2 separate regions of the Mus musculus genome follow, and region 1 is linked to region 2. Evidence: chromatin contacts called from public promoter capture Hi-C data. All regions are on one chromosome and are shown on one strand. Each heading gives the region's core, a stretch centred on a gene start, on an enhancer-like site or on the middle of the called end of the contact. The rest is flanking DNA. Distances are from core to core; before and after follow the strand shown.

Region 1 (4,702 bases), core at 1,214-3,713, 1.0 Mb before region 2:
TATAGACTCAACGACATTATATATTGATGTATATACATGTATGCATACATATAAGAATTTAACATATAAGAATAATGCTTTTTTTATTACTTTATCTTCTCATATGTTATATCCCCACCACAGTTTCCCCTCACTCCCTCAGTGCCCCTTCTCCATCTCCCATACCTCCTCCCTCCCCATCCACTCTTCCTCAATTTCCCTTCAGAAAAGATCAGGGATATCAACCAAACATGGCATATCTGGCTGCAATAAGATTAGGCACCTCCCTCATATTAAGGCTGGATAAGACAACCCAGTAGGAGGACAAGGGTTCCCAGACATACATTCAGAGAGCCTAGGTTAGACCCAGACAGGCTCTTCGATCGTCAGTTCAGTCTCTGTGAGCCCCGAGGAGCCCACGTTTGTTGATTCCGTGGGTTTTCTTATGGTGTTCTTGACCCCTCTGCTTCCTACAATCCTTTCTTTGATTCTACATTGGGATTCCTCCAACTCCACCTAATGTCTGGCTGTGGGACTTGGCTTCTGTTTTCATCAGTTGCTGGATGAAGCCTCTCATCTTAACACATGGATGGAGGCCGGAAGATAACTTTGGGTATCGGCCCTCACCTTTCTCTCTCTTTGAGATAAGGTATTTCTTTTTTTTTTGAGGGGTTGCCACTAGACACACCAGTCTAGCTGGCCCTCCAGCTTCTGCACACATTTCTCTCCGTCTCCTATCTCACAGTAGGAGTACGACAGTGCAGAAGCAAGCCATCGCACAACGCTTTCTGTGGGTCCCAAGGATTCTGACACAGGCCTTATACTTGCACAGCAAGTGGTTACCCACTGAGCCATCTTCCCTTCCCTCTTCTTCTATTCTAAGGACACTAGTCATGCCAGATGGAGGGTAATGAGAGGTATTAGGGAATTCCTGGGGAATCCAATATAAACACAAGGACTAAAATGAACCCCTTCTCACGTCTTTCTGCTGTCTTCGTTCTGAGACTCTGAAGTTCCATGGAGATCCTCTTCTCTAAGGCATCGTTGCTTAAGGTCAGTGCCACTCACATCTGGTCAATGCCTTGGGAACAGTGCAGTTGCTAATATCCTTGATGTCTGCCCTTGTCTAAAGTGACCGTGGAATGATTAACAGGGAAAGACGGCAGGAAGGCAATCATTCTGGGGTAATTTAAAAATTTTCTCTGTCTTAGGTGCTTTTTCAGTCAGGTCAACTAATGGCAAATAATATGCAATACAGACTCACTGTATCTTTATAAAGTTGTATTCTTTGAGAGGTAAAGTGTTACTAATTTAATCATGCTGTAGATGTTATTATCGTGCAAGGTAGCAGAATTTGAACTCACTAGAACATCTGTATTTTTTTTTCTTACACAAATACATTTGACTTTATTTGGTACTTGCATACAATACTTTCTTTGTCATTTCTAGTAATTTCAGTAAAATGAATCAAAATGTGGGCAGGTAGTTAAAGAAATTATCATCTCGAGATTTTGCTGCTGGTCTGATTACTTGATGTTCAGAGACACTGCTTGAAAGTACCCTTGGGACTGTCCAGCTGAAGGTGGACTCTTAAATTTTAACATGCTGAACATCTGTATTTTTATTGTAAATCATATCAACATGTTTATCCATGTCTGGTACCACCTAAAGGAGGAGCATAAGTAGATGCCCTCCATGCTCATTCAGGGGACCCCTTCCCTGGGCTCAAAGCTGACTCCTCCAAGGACACTGTTATCAGGGTGACAGTCTTACACTGAACAGCTCCTGACCCTCTCAATAGAATTTCCCTCTCCCAGCCTTGTCTACAAAAGTGTCAGGACATATTTTCAGATGTGTGTGGAGTAATGTTATCAAGAACCACTGACTGCAGAATTTACACATTGAACCATGCTGCACAGACATTCTAAAGCCAGAGGAAGCAAACTATAAAAACACCATGAAACCTGGAAGTTGGGATCTAACTTGTATTTTAAGAAGTAGCTTGGGGGTTCTGGGCCACACTTGTAGGAGATGGCACCAGTTATTCCAGTCAGGAGGGCAAATACACCCTGGCCCACCCTTGCAAGCACTGACTGGCCTCTCACAGCCTAAAATACTCAATTCAATTTCAAACACTTCTGATCTGATGTTTAAATTTTATCCTGTCTTCTGTAATAGGAAATATGATATAAAATGCAAAACAAAACCTCTAATTACCTTAGATCCAATAACCTTGGTTCTACCCTAATCTCAATGCTATTTAGACTCTTTTTCATGATAATTTTTTTAATCACTAACAAGCATTGACATAGATAGCATTGCTATGGAGGGGTGGGAAGACTTTTCTTTTTGGATTAAACTGATGTGAAAGATAAACTCTTGTCTTATTTGAGGTCCTGTTTAATGCAGGTTCACTGTACACATGCACAGACCTAGTTTGGGTGTGAGGTAATGACTTGAAGGCAGTGCGCCACCCAGTGGTGGATCTCCATCGTCTCTTTCAGTGGGTTCCCACACAGGAAGTTAACAAAGAACCTTCACGACTGGACTCAAGCTAAGTGCTGCCCTCTCTTTCCCTCTAACAAAAGACCTACCCCAGGCCCAGAATGGAAGAGTCTAGAGGTGGCTTTCCCTGCAGAGAGGGACCCAGATGTTGTTATTGGCAGGAAGAGAAAAGCCGACAAGATTGAATATCTCCTAAGCAACAGATGCCCTGTGAAAGTTGTGTTAAGTGAGTTGTTTTGCTGCATCTGCTGGCACATGGCTCTACCAACCCCATAGCTGACACTTGCCAAAACCAAAATGGCTGATAGAGCAGCTAACCACTTTCTGATCGCTGAATCTGCACACGGTTAAACTGCCTTCTAGATACTCTTCTTCATACCCATCTGTAAGCGCATCCCTCAACCCTCGTCAGAGAAGGTTCCGCTTGCAGTAGATGTCAGTCAATTCAGAGACCCACAACCGGTCAAGGTGAAGTGAACAAGACAGTGTGGACTGTTCAACCACAAATGGGACACCTGTATCACACCTACTGCCCCCCGCCCCCAGCTCAGGAACATCACATCACAGCAGAGGCGGAAGAAAGATTATAAGAGGTAAAAATCACAGAGGACTGCTTCATAGTAGCATTTTCTGGACATGACTGGGCTAGTGCACACATAAACTCACAGTGGTTGTGGCTGCATGCACACCATCCAGTCAGGTGAAATTCCAGCAGGGATGTGGCGGGAACACAGCGTCACAACCCTAGCTCAGATGCTACTGTAGGAGGTTGTTGATGGCTGACAGAAGGGACACTGTTCTTCTCCCTCCTCCCCCTCCTCCCCCTCTTCGTCCTCCTCCTCCCTCTCCTCCTCCTTCTGTTGTTCTTGCCTCTGATAGGCCAGTGAATGACCCTATATTCATACAATACTGACCCATGGTTTTTAAAAGTGAACATGAGATTAGGGCGTGAACAGTAGTGGGTGGGCTTGATCAAACCACCTTTTTTTGTATATAAAATTCTCAAACAATAAAACATTTACCCACCCCACTCCAAAATTTTGATAGCACCTATTTAGAAAAGGAAATGTTGATATTTTTATTTTCAATAGCAAAAAAAAAAAATGTATCTAGAGGAACTGGGAAAATGGACTTATTTGGTATTCTATTTTAAAAGCTCTGTTGATTTTTTAAAATCAGTACTATTGTTGGCTGCTGGTGTTTCTTTTGGCTTTTTGTGGAACTTAGCTGTCCCTGAACTCAGGTCCCTTAATCATTCTGGAAAACACTGGGAGGAACACCACTGTGCCCAGTTGGGATAAAACTGCTCCATTTCCATTTTATTTTATAATTGTTCAACGAATAATTTATCCCCATTTGTGAAGTGCGAAGACCTGACACTGGGTTATTTTGTGACACTGTATTACAGGCAAGAAACGTCAAGTCTGGTGTGAAAACACAGCTACCTGGAAGGGCCCCATTGGGCAAAGGATGGCGGGGGCGGAGGGCTTCCATGTCTTCTGGGCATAACACTTCTAGGAAGGTTCCCGTGTTCAGCCATCTCTAAGTCCTCAGACGATTGGCAGGACGTTGTATGGGGTGTTGTGTGTTCGTTCTTATGCATGGTTGATTACATTACTAACTGCCAGTCTGTCATGGCTTTCTCTCCTATCCTAGAACTTCCCTCATAATCAACTGCGTCTCCCTTTCTGACTTGCTCACTTACCTGCAGGACCTGGTTTGCAGTTTTCTCTGGCTGACACCCAGAAATTTTTGACATAACAAGAATAATGTAATTAATGGAAGCTTGAGTGTATTCGTCAAGTTTAAGGTATCTTTCTAATTCCTCTTCTCCGATTTAATCATTAGGCCAATGAGCTTCTATGCAAGGTTCAGTTAGATACAGCAATTGTGACCATTAGCCACACTGATTTTAATGCTATTTATTTATTTTTGAAACAGAATCTATGTAGTCCAGGCTGGCCTGGAGCTGGCAATGGCCTTCCTCAGTCTCCCTTGCCCCGTATGTGCAATACTCCGGGCGGACTTGATCCTGAGTTTGAAAATAGTATAGAGGATAGAGAGGGAGAAGAAAAGAGAAATACAAGGCCGAAGAGCCTGTCTGGTAGGCATTTGCCCACTAGATGGGGCTGTGCTCCCGCTGATGGAAGGAAGACAGGCCTGTGAGACCCTAAACCAGAAGCAAGCCAGAGACTCTAAAGAGACAACTTGACCCCCT
Region 2 (5,148 bases), core at 19-2,518:
TGTTCCCACTTCCCTTTTCACGTTCTCTCCTTTGCTGCCTTGTCTCTGTAATCCACTCAGTCCACTAAGTGCTGTCTACTGGAATGTTGACTGATCTTGTTAGTTTAATCTTATGCCAAGTCTTGTGCAGGTGACAATAGCTACTAGGAGTTCATGGCTGCAATGGCCATGTCTTATCCAAAAGATGTATCAATAGCTTGCTTATAAGTAATATAATATAATTACTATAATAAAGCATTATTTCACAGTCTCACAGTGCAGATCCAGTAGCATCCTTTAAATCAATCGGGAAACCAGGGAGAGTCTCTGGCATACTATGAGCCTACATCTATATGTTCTATGTACTATTTTTCTCTCTTCTTGTCAAAGGAATCTTCCAAAGTATTTAATTCTCCTTTTCATTTTATCTCATTTCTTTTTAAAATATACTTTATCTCCCCTCTTGCTTCTATCTGATTTTAGGATCTCCTTTCCTTGGTCTTAGCATCTGTTACACAGCTTACCAGGAATCAGCCATGTCCTTTGTCTCCATCAAGGCCATCCTCATTGTGTTCTAATACCCCTCTTCTTAAATCTTTACACTGCCATCAATTCACATTTTAAAATTATAGTCATGAGTACTTAATCTAGTTAAATGTGAAAAGGGCTGAGCATGATCACATATCAACTAAAGACTCAGCCCTCAAAAGTTGGAAGAAAGGAGGTCAAGTCTGAGGCAATCCCAGGCTACACAGAAAATTCAAGACCAGCCTGTGCTACGTAACAAAACTTTATCTTGAAGAAGGAAGAGTTAAGAGAAAGAGGGGCGAAAGACAAGGAGGAAGAGGAGGACCATGGGAAGAAAGGAAGGGGAGAAGAGAAAGAAAGTAGGAGGGGGAAGTGGATGGGTGGATAAATGATTGATAGATAGGTAGATAAATAGATAGATAGATAGATAGATAGATAGATAGATAGATAGATAGACAGACAGACAGACAGATAGACAGATAGACAGATAAAGAGAGAGACTCACATTTCATTTGGGATTCTTCCAGCCACATTATGTGTGTCAAGAGATTCCAGTCTGCTTTTTACTTCTTGCCCAGAGTGTATATTTCCATCACAAGTATCTCTTCAGAAACATTTAAGATTGGACATCAATACATCTGTCTTATTCTGGTAAGATCAGTAAGTGTTCAGTACAAGAGAGCCAAGTGAAAAAGAATAAATCTTAAAAACAGAGTTTCCTCTAATGTACTAGAACACAGGGAGCAAAGAGGAAAAGGAAATTGAGAAAGCAACCCCAAAGCCAGTAAAAACTTCCAGAAGTGTGTCATGTAAGATTTCTCAATGTGTTTTTGCTACTCATATGTCATGTTTTCAAAGGTAGTTTGAGGTAAAATGAGGCTTAGAAAGTTCTCTAGCTCAATGAAATATGTCCAAAATAACAATGAACAAAGCTTTTAACATAGATTTTGTGCACATGGTGCATGTAAAGACATGAAATCCTTTGCTTTAGAACAGAGGAAGAAGTTGGTGAAGCCACTGATTAGATTTCAACATTTTCTCAGGTAAGTGAAAGTAGGCTTGTTACGGCAAAGGAAGAAAAGGTTGTATGATAGACACTATTGTGATCTCTGGTTCCACCTACAGGATTATTAAAGAATGGACATTTGTGTTCCTCCAAACTTTATTCGTTGAAGCCATAAACACTTCTGTTGGTGTTTAAAGGTGGAACCCAGGGAGGTCACTAGAGTTAGCTAAGTTCGTAAGTGGGGAGTCCTTATGATAAAACTACCATGCTTAGAACTCTGTCTCCTCTCACCCTCGTCTCATCTCTCTCCTCTTTCTTCTCTCTTCTCTCCTCTCTCCTCTCCCCTCTCCCTAGTCCCTTCTCTCCTCTACCCTCTCCTTACTCCTTCTCCTTTCCCCAACCCCTTCTAGAATACTGGGACACAGCAAGAGAGCAGCCTTCTCCAAGCTTAGAGAAGGGATCCCACCACAAAGAGACCTTGCACATATAGCCCCCATATATTCATGAGAATAAATATATACCATGCATCTATAGCACTGTTGTTGTGTCTGAACTCAATTATCATAAATACCCAGCAGCTTAGAAATGTTTCTTAAAGTCTATTGTACAGCATATAACACCTTTCCTGATTTTTTTTTTCCTTAGCGTCATAGGAGGCTTGGAGAAAGTAAGATCTGAGTTCTTATTGTGTATTATTCTTGTGTCAAAATTAGCAAAGTGATGGGCCTGTTGGCTAAATTCCATAATTTTCCTAGATAACAGACAGCAAGTTTATCAAGGGGGAAGCAGCAACAAAATCAGAAACAAAACTGAAAATCAGATTCTAAGCTAAGAAATCTTTACAAATGGTAAAAGGCAAAATGGACATCTTGATAGGTCTCCAAAAACAAATTTAACTTCAGTTAACAAAAATAATTTATTTCATTATGACAATGAAATATTTGATTATTATTTGAATGTATAAGGCTCACTATGGATTCACAATTATTCAGAGAATAAATAATTCATATGTCATAAAACATAAATAAATGTTATAGATGTCATCCGTTTTCAATGGATCTCATTCATCAAATAATTATGATTATGCACATTAAAATATGTATTATTTTCTTAAATGAAGACTACATACATATTTCCAGTATAGCTATATAGTGTTTTGTTTTTGTAAAATTAAATAACAGATACAAGAAATTATAAGGCAAGCGATTGTGGGCAGATGAGTCCATTCTGTACTCAGAACAGAAAAGGCCAACATGTGTAAGCCATTACACCTAATAACAGGAAGAGGAAAAAGCCAGGCACCCACACATAGTGAAGGTTCATAATGTACAACAAAAGGGAGTCAAATACATTCATCAGAAGAGTTAACAATGCAGGCTTTCCTCCAGAAGATAAATCCCCAATGTGGCCCTCTGGGTTGTGGCCTTGTGGTTTGGGAAATTGGCAATCAGTGACGCACATAACACGAGCCGGTCATGCATAAGCACATCATTGTGGAAGAGACAAAAACTGCTAAGTCATCTAAGAAATATTTGATTGTATCATCACTACATTATTTGGTAAGCTATTGAGTAAATAGTGGTCCCAGGCTCCAGGTAAGATAGGTTTCTAGAGAGAGCTGGGAAAGGATACAGAGGGTGCTAGAGGTGGGGCAGGTATAGCTGCTGACAGATTGGCACAGGTCTGCCTAGGTGAGAAGAACATATTCAAGCAAGCTCTTATTGTGGGTTTCATGGAGAGGAGCATGATGGCAGTGGGAAGGTGGTGGTTTGTGTGTTAAACACTGTGGTGTAGAAGTTTCTCAACCATTTGCAGGCATAGCAAGCAAGCCAGTATGAGATATGCTGGTTGCTTCTCTGTCAAGTAAATAGAAGAAGTAAGTACATATGTTTGAAGTTAATTCAAAATTGTTTCACTCATGAGTTAAAATTGATCATGTGATGCTGGTACTTTATAACACGTTTATATGTAGTGTCTACTTGTGTAATTATTGAAGTTGTGTCAGCTGTTTATGTTAGTGTTTGGGGAACTGCTGTTTCAGTCTGGTTTGATTGTTTGCTTTGGAAGTTTTTTGGTTTTTTTGTTTTTTGTTTTTTTGCGGGTGTTTTTGGGTTTTTGTTTTTTGTTTGTTTGTTTGTTTGTTTGTTTTTGTTTTTTTGACACAGGGTCTCTCTGTGCCAGAGATAAAGCCCAAGCTGGTTTAATTGATAATATGCCTGTCCCTAGATCCTGAGTGACTCTGGGATTATAGGTATGTCCCATCACACTCAGATCTTAAGTATATACAATTTTTAGTAAACTAAAGAGAACACTAGCAATAACTATAAACTACATGCACACAATTTTACAGTTGAAATGTTATGTGGGAAGATTAACCTTTATGAGCGAATGCACATGCACAATTCTCACCTCTTAGGCACCATTCAAGATACCAAGAACAGGCCACCAATTCCAGCTTACCTGGAAATCCAGTGATAAATTTAAAAGGATTTCTCGAAAGGCTGAAAGAGATGGCTCATAAGGATTCAGCTCAGATCCTCAGCACCACACATAAAATGTCACGCAGAGGGCCCCTGAACCTGGAGGAGTGCTGGAAAAGCACAGTGTTGGGGACAGGAGGATTGTGCTAGGACCTGCTGGCCACCAGCATAGCTACAAATGCCAAATTCAGAGCTCAACATTGTCTTAAGAGATATGTTGTCTTAAGAGACCAGAGGAGGGAGCCAGAGAGGAGGACTCTATGCACATAGATAGGCATGTGTATACCATAAACACAATAAATAAGTAAGTGCATTTATTGGCTAATAAAACAACGTTTTAGTGAAATTCAAGTGGAATGGTTTGCAAGAAGTGAGGCACACAGCCTGTTTTAGTGCTCCTTTGAGAACATGCTGTTTTAAATGCACCAAATACGATCCCAAGAATCAGAGACAATATAATTGACCTGCAGCTCTTTCCTTCCAGCAGAATGTCCTCATCTGCGGATTGTCACCTGCCTGTTTCACCTGGCTGTGAGAGAGAAGGCTATTTGACACAAACAAGACAGTGCTAAGAAAGCTACTTTGACTTCCTTCTTGTACTGCTTTTTCAATAGCGGCAATACGGCTGGATACCAGGCCCCTACAGTCAGACCTTCTAGCTTAAATATTACTCCCTACTGCAGCTTTACTTGCTTTTTCTCCAGTGTGTTCTTTTCTTCCCTACAAAGGCACTAATGCCACTTCTTCATTTGAAAACAAAAGCCTCAATCCTATCTTGAAATCAGCAGGTCACATCCACTTGCTACAGTGATTCTAAAACTCCAGTGAGCTATGCCTCTTCTAAAAGGTACTACATTCACTGTTCTTAGACCAAAAACATATGATGATATTTGTAATTTTTATGTATTCCATAAAACCTTGAAGAACCCCATGACACTACACAGTCTTTCTCCGTACTAACTTAACTAGAAAACGGTCGGGTTTTTTTTTCATTTATTTTTGTTTGTTTATTTATTTATATTGATTCAGAATGACTCTAAATGTGATGGCAAGATACATAAAGTGCAGGGATTGGAAAGATGGATCAACAGTTAAGAGCACTGGGTGGTGGTGGTATATGCCTTTGATCCCAGCACTTGGGAAGCAGAGGCAGGC

The links. Promoter capture Hi-C pulls out the DNA fragments that hold promoters and counts their contacts.
Region 1: a promoter capture Hi-C map of the HPC-7 cell line shows a contact between it and region 2, with 85 times the contacts expected there. The contact joins the enhancer-like site here to the promoter of Clec4d in region 2. A contact is called at or near these places in 20 of 39 promoter capture datasets (the 3T3-L1 cell line, 3T3-L1-derived adipocytes, the C10 cell line and 13 more), 2 of 15 datasets of contacts at CTCF or cohesin (large pre-B cells and stem cell-derived epiblast-like cells), 15 of 484 Hi-C or Micro-C datasets (the Ba/F3 cell line, the G1E-ER4 cell line, the HPC-7 cell line and 10 more), 5 of 115 datasets of contacts at active chromatin or transcription factors (DN3 thymocytes, the HPC-7 cell line, acute myeloid leukemia and 2 more) and 3 of 9 other capture datasets (adipose tissue, liver and macrophages).

Annotation. Positions count from the first base shown.
Region 1 is chr6:124,260,647-124,265,348 of GRCm38.p6, reverse strand. No RefSeq gene overlaps it. Among named protein-coding and RNA genes, the nearest start is that of Vmn2r27, 31 kb to the right of the region's middle. Within about 2 kb of position 2,463, at least 6 of the 459 cell types and tissues checked have an H3K27ac peak or open chromatin away from gene starts, as enhancers often do. A contact at or near this core is called in the HPC-7 cell line and bone marrow-derived macrophages, where this site is marked.
Region 2 is chr6:123,258,227-123,263,374 of GRCm38.p6, reverse strand. It overlaps Clec4d (C-type lectin domain family 4, member d), which reads right to left and starts at 1,268. Exons shown (of 6, transcript NM_010819.4): 1 at 1,013-1,268. The coding sequence starts at 1,040.